2 separate regions of the Pan troglodytes genome follow, and region 1 is linked to region 2. The links are chromatin contacts, called in public Hi-C maps. All regions are on one chromosome and are shown on one strand. The core of a region is the stretch at or near the end of the contact, and the rest is flanking DNA. Distances in the headings are between cores, read along the strand shown. Region 1 holds the start of FOXD3 (forkhead box D3). Region 2 holds the start of EFCAB7 (EF-hand calcium binding domain 7).

Region 1 (6,328 bases), core at 3,279-5,778, 200 kb after region 2:
TCTGGCGGTGGCTTGTGGCTGAGTGTCACGCTGCTGGCGCAGGCTCGGCCGGTATTGCTGCTATGCGCGGAAATATGAGCGAGTAATTTTATAAGTAACAAAGGATCAGGGATGGAATGAGGCCCCTGTTATCCAATGTCATTTAGAAGCCTTGGATCAGCAGCTTCTTGAGGCTAAAAGTGAATTCAAGAAGCCCTGCCTTTCCCTTTTCCCAGGGGCTGTCAGCTAAATTTAGAAATAACCTCTCTATGTGTTTGCACAAATCATGTACCATTTGCTGTTTGTGTAAAAACCGATTAGCCAGACACAACTGTGAAACAACTTGTTACTTTTATAGCTGCAACACACAAACAAAATTAGATCCGTTTAGTTTTCCTTGTAAAAGGAGATTAGAAGGGACCCGCCCGGAGACCGTGTGGTCCATAATCTCCTCTCGGTGAAGGTTACCATTGCTCCTCTCTCGGCGGTGGTTATCAGGTTCTTGTTTATCAAGTTAAACTATCTCACCCCCGGCAGCTTGTTTTATTTTAGGACCCTGATCCCGAAGGAATGTTTACTCAAGACACAATAATGTTTACCGTTTACCAGGAAAACAGATTGTGTATTTGCAAGGAAGTGTCTTTCAAAGCGACCCCCAGCCCACGTCGACAGCGGAGAAATGAGGTGGGATCCGCGACGGGGAGGCATCTCCACCACCAGGGAGGCAAAGTGGACGACAACACCGGGGACTGGCCGGGTTTAACCAAAAGGACGCGCGCAGGGCCGAGCCGACAGCACTGCTACTCGCTCCCGTTTTTAAAAGCGATTTCGCACAAGTAATTGTAACAGCTAAATTAATTACAAAATAATTAGAATTGATGCCTTTTGAGGATATGCTGATGGTGGTGAGAACCAGCCTTCCACATCAAGATGTTTCATTTCTACCTTCATACTTTCTTTTAAAAGGTTTTTAACAGCTGAAATGCAAATTAAAAATAATCTACAAGGACCTTCCCCATTCCTACCCTATGATGTCGCATTTCACACTAACCTAGCCTAAGGTAAAGAAAAAAAAGGGGAGAGAGGTGATGTTCAGCTGTTTTTAAAAGGGTATTAAGGCCACCATTCCTTGGCCTTCAGAAAGGCTTCGGGTTGGAGGGAGAGGAAGCATCTATAGGACCCCTTCAGAAATCCAATTATGTTGTGGATTGATTATTGCCATATAAATGAGATATCTTATTTGAAAATATTATGAAAACAAAACTATGTATTATCTATCAGATGAACATAAATAAAATCCCACTGCAAAATGTAAAGTGCCTTAACATAAATTTTAAAACCAGCTGGGTCTATTTACCACTTCCACTTAAGGAATGAAGAGAAATAATTTCAAAAATCTAAGATTTAAATGTTAAAAAGAGGGATGTTTGGAATTTACTTACTTTTCAAAGGATAATTGAAATGACCAAGAACTCTCTCATTTGGGAAGTTTTCATTGTGGAAGATACAAGTCTAGTCATTTTTAAAAAAAATTTAAAGACTGCTGTTGTTTCGGTTTCTTTTTTTAAATGACAGCTTACTTTATCTACAGAAATGTCTGGTCATTTAGATTTAATGGGTTGATATGAATGATATCACTCACATCCTGATTTTATGTGAAAACTAAAAGAAAAATAGTAACACAATTTAAATTAGGCATACTGTTTCCTTTCTCCAATTAAAATTTTCTTACACTCAAATTATGAATTTACAAAGTTTGAAAAGGTCATTACTTGAAATTCCTTGATTTTCTGGGGAGGAGAAAAGGCAAATACCATTTTAAAATCTTGCCATTTACTTCAGACAACTAAATAAAACACTAGGCTGGGCATTTAAAAAATTTATTTACAAAGTTGTGTACAACACGATGGAATAACATTTAGAATACCATATATATTCATTCATATATAAACAGACTTTTATAATAGAATGACACTTTTTGCCTTTTTGAAAATTTTTTATATTTAAAATCTCCCAACGTCTCTATACATTCTTTTCTCAGATAAAACTTCGGAGAGTGAACCTTCAAAAAAAATGAAAGTTCAGAGCTCTAAATCTACGGAATTTGTTTTTTCTTAAAAAAATAAAAACCCCAAAAGGAAAGTCAATAATTTTTTTACAAATATATACAAAGAATTTCCCTCCCATCCCCACGGTACTAAGAGCTGGCGCCGTCGGGGTGCATTTTTGGAAAATTCGGTTTTCGGTTTTACCTGTATGGAAAGCTATCCCCGGCGGGCGCGCGGTGAGTTTGCTCGACCAGCTTAGGTGTGCGCGAGGGGATGGAGGCCGCGGAAGGTAGGCGTTGGGGGCTCAGGGGAAAGGAAATGGGGGAGAGGCAGAGTCCAGGATTGGGCAGCGGGACCGGGACCCGGACCGGGCTTGGGACAGGGCGCGCAGCCTGGAGGTGCAGCTGTTGCTCGAGGCCGCCGCCGGACCCTGGGTCCCGGCCATTGGCGCGTCCCTATTGCGCCGGCCATTTGGCTTGAGCGGCGGCGGCAGCAGCGGCGGCGGCCGAGGCTGCGGGCTGCAGAAACTGTCCGGAGAGTGGCACGCTAAGAATGGGCGCGATGGTGGCAGTCGTCCGGCTCAGCGACAGCGGTTGGTGGGTGGCCATGAGCGCTGCCGACTGCACGGTCCCGGGTGGCCGCAGAAACGACTGCGCCGTGCTGCCGCCCCCGGAACCCCCAGTGCCGCCGGCGACCCCAGCGCCCGCCGCCGAGCCCCCAGGAGCCGCGGGGCCCCCACCTATGATGTTCTCGATGCTGAACGACGGCCGCGCGCTTGGCTCGGACTTGATGAGCGACGCGGTGGTGCCCGCGGCGCCCGCTGTGCCCGCAGCGGCCGCGGCGGCGCCCAGGCTATTGAGCTGCAGCTGCAGGCCCGGGCCGAGCTGTGAGCCGAAGGCGGCCGCTTTGCGGCCCAGCTCGCCCGAGGGCAGCAGCGGCACAGCGGGAGGGAGCACCGGTGCCACCGGCGGCAGCGCGTACGGGTACTGGAGCGCCGCCGCAGCCGCCGCGGCCGCCGCCGCTGCCGGGTGCGAATAGGCACCGGCCGCCGCCGCAGGGTGCAGGCCGTAGGGGCGGCCGTAGGGTCCCGCGGCGCCGGCCGCCGCCGCCAGGCTGTAAGCGCCGAAGCTCTGCATCATGAGCGCCGTCTGCTCGCGCAGGTGCTCCTGCTGGTGGCGCTTGAAGCGTTTCCGGCGCCGCAGGAAGCTGCCGTTGTCGAACATGTCCTCGGACTGCGGGTCCAGGGTCCAGTAGTTGCCCTTGCCCGGGTTGCCCGGCTCGCGGGGGATCTTGACGAAGCAGTCGTTGAGTGAGAGGTTGTGGCGGATGCTGTTCTGCCAGGCGGGGAACTTCTCCCTGTAGTAGGGGAAGCGGTTGCTGATGAACTCGCAGATGCCGCTCAGGGTCAGCTTCTTCTGCGGGCTCTGCAGGATGGCCATGGTGATGAGCGCGATGTACGAGTAAGGCGGCTTCACTAGGCTGTTCTTGGGCTTGCTCGGGGCCAGGCCTCCCGCCGAACCGCTGCCCGCGCCAGGTCCGCCGCCGCTCGCGCCGCCCTCCTCGCCGCCAACACCGCCCTTGCAGCCGTCCGCCTCCGGCGCGCCCACGTCGCCCCCCAGTCCGGCCCCGGCTCCGGCCGCCTCCTTGGGCAATGTCAGGGGCTGCTGGTGCGGCGGCTGAGGCTGTCCGTGATGGGGTGCCGCCGGGGGCACCTCGTCCGCCTCGTCCAGGCGCAGCTCCGGCGGCCCCGCGGGGCTATCGCAACCCGCGTCGCTGTCCTTCTCTTCCAGCCCGTCGTCGCCCTCGCCCACCACATCGATGTCCACGTCCTCGGCCGTCAGCACCGTCTGGCCGGACATGTCGCTGGCGCTGCCGCCGCCGGAGAGGGTCATCCCTCCTCGGGGTTGGTAGCGGCGGCGGGGAGGGGGCAGCGGGCGATGAGGGTGGTCGGGGGCTGCCACGGAGCTCAGGGGAAGAGGGTTTGAGTGCCCCCGAAAGATGGGGGGCAGGGAGAGGGGAGGGGGCCGCAGGTGGCTTGGGGCCCGCTGGGCTCAGCTCACACTCGGCGGCCCCGCATCGCGTGGCGCGGGCTCTGCCGTCCGCCCCCAGCGGCCGCGCTCCGCGAACTCCTGCCGTCCCTGGCGCTCGCTACCGCTCCCGGCCCCGGCGGTTCTCCACGCCGCGCCCCCTCACTTAACCCGCCTTCCTCGGCCTCTGGCCCTGGCGTGGGGCGCAGGAGCGGTCCAGGCGGGCGCGGGACGCCAGGCGCCGAGCAGCTCGGGAGGGCGCGGGCAGGAACAGTAGCGGGGGGGCAGGGGGCTGGGTGTCAGGGACGCCGAAGCCCCGGTAGTCGAAAGTCCCGTTTTAAGGACTGGCCTGATAGATTACTTTCTACTTAAAGATCCAGCGGGAGGCGGGGCCACGTGACCGTGCGTGACGTCAGGGCCGCGGCCGAGCCGGCCAAACTCAAGTTGGTTCAGGGAATTGTCAACAAAGGGACGAGAGACGCGCAACTCCGCTCCGCACTGTGCGCCAGCATCCCCGGGGCACCGAGGGCGCTGCGGCCCGCCCGGAGACCCCCCACCCAGGCTGGATCCGGGCCCTGGGGCCCAGGGAGCGGGTGGGTGTGAGTGTGGGTGGGTGTGAGCGAGTCAGGGCGTGGGCCTGGGAGCGTCCGCGGGACTGTGCGACTGTCGCTGCCCTGCCTTCCCCGCCCCCTCTCCCTTCCGCCCTTCTCCCCCCCACTTTGTCACACTCCTTAGACAGGGACTGGGCGACCTAGAACGAGGTTCCCATATCGTCTTTTAAAAAGCAAAACTTAGTCTCTGTTTTGCTTTTTGTTTCATTGTTTTTAGCTTTAAAGAGTAAGAGCAGCGCACCCGGCTCCCTCCTGCTAATTAGATTTCAGATTCCCCTCTGGCCTCAGTACTCATTCCGGGGAAGACACCTGCTGAGATGTCTTTTTCCCCCTCCCCCAACCAAACCACTCAGGTCCTGCCTGCTCTTTCCCGGCTTGATGCGGGCGTGTTTTCCTGTATGTATTTTTTCGCGCGGCCACAAAAAGCATCAGCTGGGGTTCCCGAAGGTCAGAAAATGGCTATTGATTAATCTACTAGAATAGTTGCCGAGAGAAATAAAAACGACGTAAAATAACAGGGAACCTACAAATAAAGAAGCCATAACTGGCTACTTGGAGTTGTTAAACGACTTAGCATATGAAAAAATCGGAAATGAGGCGCTGGGGAAGGAGCTGGGATTGGCAGCGGCCTGGGTAAGTCGAGTGGATCCGGGAAGAGGCCTGGTGTCTTCAGGTTAGACGCAGCGCCCAGGGGCGGCTGAAGAAACGTGAGGGGTGCGGGCAGTGACTTCCAGGGCGGCGGGCATGGCCTTGGGGGAACCTGGGCAGACTTGGGCATGCCAGCATGCTGGGATCTCCGTTGCTGCCAGCTAACGTGGATTTTCTTCTCTTAAGGTGTGGACAAATCCTCCAAGATTTAACTTCCAAGAAAACCGGCGGCGGAGCGGGTGGAGGAGGCGAGGATGTGTGGCCAGTGCACGCGGAGTGCAAGGCAAGTCAGTGATAGTAGGAAAAACTGTGGGGATTTCACTGGGACTGGAGGGGGAGGCACCGCAAACCGACCCCCAAGTGCGTGGCTGGGGTGCGTGGACCTCACACCTCCAAGGAAAGTCAGTGCTCTTGACCCGGTGAATCAGCGATGCGCCTCCTCTTTCCTCCCTCATTTAGGCCGCCTAGTTGGGAGCCGCAAGAGCCTGCCTGGTGTGGCAGGCACACGGAACCCAATCCCTGTCTGTCCGCTGCGGCCTGGGAGGGGAGCGCCGGCCTCACCAGAGGAAGGAGCACGAGGGGAGGAGTTCCGAGAGGAAATAATTAGTGAAATATTTGCAGAAGATGCTGGGATGTGGATTTAATTCCGGATGGACAGTGGTGCTTCTGATTCCCTCAGTCTGTTTCCCCACCCACGATCTCCTCTTTCCTTGGCCTAGACACACCAAAAATAATTCAATAAAATAAAAATAAAAATTTAAAAATCTGTAAACTTGCTTCATTACAGGCATTGAGACACACAGATTGACTTTCATCCCCATTAGACAGTTTCCCAGGATATAACACTACTCATCTGAGGCTGGGAGCAGGGTAGGGGGTGGTGACACTATCCCGAGACGCCCGCCAACCTCCACAGTTTTTCTTTATCTAAATGATCCCGAGGTTGCACCCGGCCCTAAAACGCATCTCAGAGTTGATTTCCGTAGCTCCACAGCTTTGTGGCCCGCAGGCTCCG
Region 2 (6,883 bases), core at 4,003-6,502:
TTGTTTCGAACAATCCAATTATATCTAATTATTTTAAAATGTACACTTAAATTATTTTTTTTACTACTGTCACCCTGTTGTGCTAGCTAAATACTAGGTCTTATTCTTTCTATTTTTCTATTTTCTATTTTCTCCCCCTACCCCCACTACCTTTCTCAGCCTCTGGTAACCATCATTTTACTCTCTATCTCCGTGAGTTCAATTGTTTTAATTTTTAGCTCCCACAGATAAGAAAGAATGTGTGATGTTTGCCTTTCTGTGCCAGGCTTATTTCACTTAACATGATGACCTCCAGTTCTATCCATGTTGTTGCAAATGACAGGATCTCATTCTTTTTTATGGCTGAATGGTACTCCACTGTGTATATGTACCACTTTTTAAATTTTTATCCATTCATCTATTGATGAACTCTTACGTTGCTTCCAAATTTGGGCTATTGTGAATAGTGCTGCAGTAAACATGGGAGTGCAGATATCTCTTCAATATGCTGATTTCCTTTTGGATATATACCAAGCAGTAGGATGCTAGATCCTATGGTAGCTGTATTTTTAGTTTTTTGAGAAGCCTCCAAACTGTTCTCCACAGTGGCTGTACTAATATACATTCCTACCAACAGTGTAAGAGGGTTCCCTTTTCTCCACATCCTTGCCAGCATTTGAAGTCCACATGAAAGAAAATTATATCTTCTGTTCAGTTTTGAGAAAAAAGTTATGTAACTTTTTCTCACAAGTGGTAGCTTAGCATATGCTTGCTGCTATCTTTAGTAACAAAGACAATACTGTTTTAAAAAATGTACTGGTAATTAGAAAAGAACAACTTTCTCAGAATAAAATTAATTATGCCAAAACATGTACTCAGTAAGCAGATGTCCCCATAGCTAAGAAATTGATACAATCTATTTCCTACTAACTTTAATCTCTAGGTTTAGAATTAGCTGGATCTAATGATTAAGTTTGATGATAGTAAAAATATCACGTAGCTGTAGATGATTAAATTTTGACACCATGATATGGATCTTTTGCCAGGGTTTACTTTAAAGTTCTGACATGCATCTATAATGCCTGTATTATTTATAAATTGACAAAAAAGGAACTTAAAGCTATAGTAATGCTACTGCTGTCTCTGACCTTAAAATGGAAATGCACATGTTATATGTATAAGTGGCAGAAGGATATAGATGAAAGGTGTAGCAAGAAGCAGCAGCTCTGGTTCATGTTACTCCTTTTTAAAAAATAGTTTATCTAAAATCAATTATTACAACGTTAAGAGAGTATTCCACCCTAAAACCAAAAGTGTATATAACACTGAAGAGACAAACACTGCATAGTTATCCTCCCAGATAATTTCATAAGATTGATAGCACCTTAGTAATACATACACATTGATTCCAAACTAAATGCCATAGTAGTGGAAGGCATGTTAAACTTTTAAACTTAGCAGATTCCTTCTCTTAGTATATTTTCAAAACTGTAACAAAAAAAAACTCGGATATTTTAGAAATAATGGCAAAGTAGAAGTAATTTTAATTTATTGGCCAGGCGTGGTGGCTCACGCCTATAATGCCAGCACTTTGGGAGGCCGAGGCAGGCGGATCACCTGAGGTCAGGAGCTTGAGACAAGCCTGGCCAACATGGCAAAACCCCGTCTCTACTAAAAATACAAAAATTAGCCAGGCATGGTGGCGTGCAACTGTAATCCCAGCTACCCAGAAGGCTGAGGCAGGAGAATCGCTGGAACCCAGGAGGCAGAGGCTGCAGTGAATCGAGATCGCGCCACTGCACTCCAGCCTGGAAGACAGAGCAAGACTCCGTCTCAAAAAAAAAAAAAAAATATTGGATGTCTGCCTAAACATTTAATGTATATGAATTAAACACAAATACTTAAAATTCAAAATAGAGCATTTTAGTAATTTTAAAATTATGTAAATCAAAATTAAACATGACTTTAAAAGTCAGTCATGTGCATTTGCATTTAAACTACTTTACAAATAATGTATTTTATTTAGACATCAAATAAATTTTAATCTTGTCAATTCTTGTATTCCTCAAAATACATTTCCTCAAATAGATCTTATTGGATACAAACTCAAGACACTGCTGCAAAAATATGTCAGGGTTTTGGTTTAAGAAAATTCATTATAAAATTGGCAAAATAACTCAGTTTCTCTACCCATAAAGTTATTAGCCTTGATGAAACTGACATGAGTAGTCAGTGTTATCTAGTACTGTTGTTTACTACTCTCTTATGACTAAAGATGTCCAAATCATTTGATACTCCTGGAAAGAACCAAATTTGGTGGTTTTGGGGACCTTTGTAATGAGAGGAATTTTTAAATGTGATAAAGGACAGAAGCAATAAAAGACAAAACAAAAAATAAAAATAAGAAATAAAAAAACCCCAACTCAATTCTCTTTTAAAAGTTCACTTATCTCTCAGTACTTCACTTTTTCAGACATTCCACCCATTTTTACACATCCTTTACACTTTCCTCAGTATGGGTCAAATTCAGGCTAGTGACTTAAGAGGCCAAAAGTGTTTTAATTTTATTATGATAAATCTTAAAGCACCAAAATGAGAATTAAAAGTATCTTAAGCAAGTAGTAATTGATAGAAGCTTTCAATTACCCATCTAGTTTGTATAAACATTGAAAGTTTTATTTTTTAGTTCCTAGAATATGTAACTATATAATATGACATAATAGCTTACTGTAGTTCCATTGCTCAAGCTTCACTAAGAAACTGGGATGATTCAACAAGGTAATTCTAATTTCAGTCTTTCGGACCTATTTATTAACTTTCAACAAAAAGGTGAAAGATTTACAAATTTTAAAAATTTACCTAAGTAAAGTTGATCTTTAGAAATAATGTTTTCCAAGCTGCTTTTGAAGACAGTTAAGTAGGCAGCTCTACAATTCATATAAAATATTTCCTCTTCAGTTAGTGGAAATTTCTTTGTTCGAGGACTCTCTGAACGTGTTGACTTCTGACTGGAGAAAGTTGCATCGCTTCGTGGACTGATCGCCATTCTATTGGAAAATAATTTAAAAATGTGTTTGTCAATGTGAGTCACTAAAACACAAATGTCACCATGTCTTTCAAATACAGGGAGGAGAATCAAGATTTTATACGTAGAAGAAAATTTATAACATATATGAAAAGATCAAGATATTAAAAGTTTTATATGTGGAAGTAAAAGACGAATATTATAGTTGTATATGGACGTATTATATATTAAACAAGAATAAGCCCTTGGCAGTTAATTTCTAATTTTAGATATATACATATGTATATATATAATTGTTCAAATATGTGATAATAGCCAAAAGAACAAAGATATATACAAAAGAAGAATCACTGAACAAAGGAAAAGCACACATCTATTCTCTCAAAATACAAAAGTCAGATGACAGTCTTCATCAGGTTTTTAAGAGGAGCAAATCAGTTAATACATGTGAAGCATATACAATACTGCTTGACACGTAGTAAGTGCTAAATAAACTGCAGATAATGAGAAACTCCAGAATGAGAATCGGGATATGAGTGGTAGTTGACACCCATCTTCCACAGCAGGATCAACAAGATCATTTCATTAACATCTCAATAATGCAGCCCCACATTTCAAATAGCTATATTTTAAAAGTCTTATAGCATTATCATAGTTTTACTGTGTTCCTTTATTTATAACAATATTTGGGGTTTATATAGCACCTCTGTACATAAGAGCTTAAAGAACTGTCATACATCTTGTCTTATCCCTATTACAGTGGTCAGGTATTTTTTTGTCCGTTTTACAGATGAGGAAATTGAGGGGTAGCGATGTCACCCAGCTAGCAGTATTTCACGAACAGTTTCTTCTTTGTTAATGTGGATATAGTACTGAACAATGGTTACTATGGGGTATTAGATTCTACTGGTGGTCTAACAGCTTCCAATATTACTCTACCCAGCTTTGACTTCTAAAAATAGATCTCCAACCTAATAAATTGAATATTTCAAGTTCAATAATAAGATGACACAGGTAGGGTCCCCTTCAGGACTCATTGCATTCCTACTCAGGAGGCCTAAATCACTTGCACCTTTTCGAATTATATAGATCATTTACACTTGGGAAAGAAAGATAATAATTGCTTATCATGGATGAAGTACCCTATTTATAATACGCAGGCCGCCTGCCTGACACTTTCATATTACACCAGATTTAGAAGGACCCCACAGGGATGTGGTGTCACAGTCTGGTTACTGCAAATTGGTAATACTATAATTAAGCATCAGAGTTCTAAACACATATGTGTGCATGCATCTCCTCACAAATGTGAAAGAAAACTGTTTCAAGAAGTAAGGGAGAATGAATTTCACTTTGCAATAAGCAATTTTAAAATATAAGTATATTTTAGGATCGTCCTCAAATATTCTTTCCAAACAAGGCAACTCCCTCACATGGAAATCCCAAGGCAGAAATGTGCCAGAATTTTATTCTTTTCCTTTCTGTGACGAGAAACCAAACTAAAGCTTAAATAAACATATAATTGCACCCCCCGCAGGCTTGGAAACCTCCCTTCCTTAAAACTCCGGCCCGAGACTGAGACAGGGGCCTAGAGAGTACATTGCAGCAAACGGCTCCATAAATAACCAGCCACACAATAGCAAGAAAAATAAACTGTTAACAAGCGCCTAAGGCTTCTACAGGGCCAAGTGAAAACAGAAAGCCATCCAGTCACCGTCCCTACACAGTGAAATACCGTCACAGGTAATCTCGGGCACCATCTCTCTATTTTTGTATTCCTCTGGAAATAAAACCGCATTTACATGTACATTTTAGGTACATACATGGACCAAATGTTTATGACAGAGAAGTAGACAAAGCAGAGGAAGGAGAAGCAGCTGCACAGAGAGGGACAGAGGGAGCGAAGAGACAGAGACAGCGAGCTGTTTGCTACCTAATTCTAGCTCACAAACAAGGAAGCGCAGCCAATTCTCTTCGGCGATTCAGCGTTCCTCTCACCGCAGCTGGGCAGATCTCGGCCTTTCTCTAATCACCATGGCAACTGCACCTCACCGCCACCGGAAATAAGATGCAGAGCCCTTCTCCAAACGATCCGGCTAGAAATCTAGGAAGCGCTGATCCAGAGCGCACAGAGACAGCTGTGTTGCTCCTCTATCGCGGGGGTGGTATGGCCAGAGTAGTGAGAGAAGGTGCTCTGTTACACCAGCAGGAAATAGGTGCTGTCCTGGGCCTAGACTCCCCGCCCGCTCCTTTGCTCGCGCACACCCGGATCTTTCGTCGCGGGGAGGATGTTTCCGCCCGGCCGCGGTGGGCTTGACGCAACGTCCAGCGCGCGCTTTTCATGCCTTGGCGTTTCCTTTGGCGGATTTTCTGTTTTCGGAAGTTGCTGGGTTCATTTTATTCAGCGGCAGTGGTGCTTTCCCGAATCTCAGAATGCCGTAGGTATCTCCTCCCCAGGTATTGCTGTTTTGGGGGCCCTCTGCAAGAAGAGAAGACATTATGTGGCCCAATAGCCTTTCTCGTTTTCCTATTTTTTCGGAGTATGAGCTTGTCTCCTCTGTCCACAGACAGTTCTCTTCGCTTGGTACCCTCAACTCTACGTCTCCTCCAGAGGTACTCATACGATAGTCCTCCTTCGCTTTCTGTTTCTACGATGCTTTTGACAGATTTCGTAAACTGTGGGCTGTATTTAGGTGATGTCTAACTTGAAATAACATAAATAAGGTTGACACACAGGATGGGACAGAGTAGATAAAAACACGCCTTCGTAGTTTGTCAGTCCCTTGCCTTCATTAATGTGGCGCGTTCGTGTAAACCCGTGGGAGAACTCATGGACTGAGTGGGTCTAGATACCTGGATACCAGATAAGACTCTTTCACTGTTGGGCAAGTCACTTATCGACCCTGAGCTTCGTTTTTTTTACTTACACAAATAAGTTTGTACTGCATGATCTCTAAATTCCCATCTATGACCAATAATCTGATTATTGAGAATGACCATAGTGGGAATAGGCATTGTGCTAGATAATATTCATCTGTTTTTCATATCCTTCATCCATCCTATATTGAGATGCATAAAATAGTTGCTACCCTATAGAAACTTAAAAAAGCCATTAAAGGTTGGGGGAGTGGGGTGGATATCAAACACCTGTAATTTCTCCTTGGCCGTCCTTGTCCTCAGGTTGATTTAGGTACCCCCTCTAGTGTAACCTGTTCCTTAGTTTATTTCAGGATTAAGTAAAATGCAAAGTAACACAGCTGGGGAAATTTTTGTATCAAATAGGAATTGACATGAAAGGGGAAAGCTGTACAGAAATGATAACCTATATTTATTGAATCTTGAATTACAATGTGGGTGCTGTGTTAATCAATTTATCTACGTTTTTTCATTGAATCCTAAAATACTTTAGGGGATGGGGGCTGCTATTATCTTTACAGATAAAGAAACCCATCACCTAATAGGGTGTTCAACACAGCTGCCAATAAATGCATGTTTTACTGATGCCCTTAAAAGTTATGGATTATTGAGGAGGTTTTCCTTTCCCCAGAATTAAGCAAAGAGATTTGTCTCCCTACTCTTGCATTAGAAAAATCATCCAGTTCTCAAATAAACAAAGCTGCAAAGATAATGTCACACAATCACACACACAGAATCCCTAAGAATACAGTGAAAACAGAGGTGTATTTGCCAAACAAGTGGTAATACCTCCTGAACTGTGTGTATCTGTGTATAGGAGTGGGGAACCAAAAAACTATGAAAAGTGGAACTTTTTTTTTCTTTTTTTGAGGCAGAGTCTGGCTCTGTTGCCCAGGCTGGAGTGCAGTGCTGTGATCACAGCTCACTGCAGCCTCTACCTCCTGGGCTCCCACACGCCACCAT

Evidence for each region. A called contact is a pair of places that touch in the nucleus more often than the background predicts.
Region 1: a Hi-C map of stem cell-derived neural progenitor cells shows a contact between it and region 2, with 2.5 times the contacts expected there. The contact joins the promoter of FOXD3 here to the promoter of EFCAB7 in region 2. A contact is called at or near these places in 1 of 7 Hi-C or Micro-C datasets (stem cell-derived neural progenitor cells) and 1 of 1 datasets of contacts at active chromatin or transcription factors (stem cell-derived excitatory neurons).

What each region holds. Positions count from the first base shown.
Region 1 is chr1:167,663,199-167,669,526 of NHGRI_mPanTro3-v2.0_pri, forward strand. FOXD3 (forkhead box D3) reads right to left here and starts at 4,529. Exons shown (of 1, transcript XM_513453.6): 1 at 1-4,529. The coding sequence starts at 3,919. The coding sequence ends at 2,483.
Region 2 is chr1:167,462,111-167,468,993 of NHGRI_mPanTro3-v2.0_pri, forward strand. It overlaps EFCAB7 (EF-hand calcium binding domain 7), which reads right to left and starts at 5,253. Exons shown (of 14, transcript XM_063801147.1): 1 at 4,938-5,253; 2 at 2,839-3,026. The coding sequence starts at 3,025. ITGB3BP (integrin subunit beta 3 binding protein) reads left to right here and starts at 5,257. Exons shown (of 10, transcript XM_063801208.1): 1 at 5,257-5,617. The coding sequence starts at 5,346.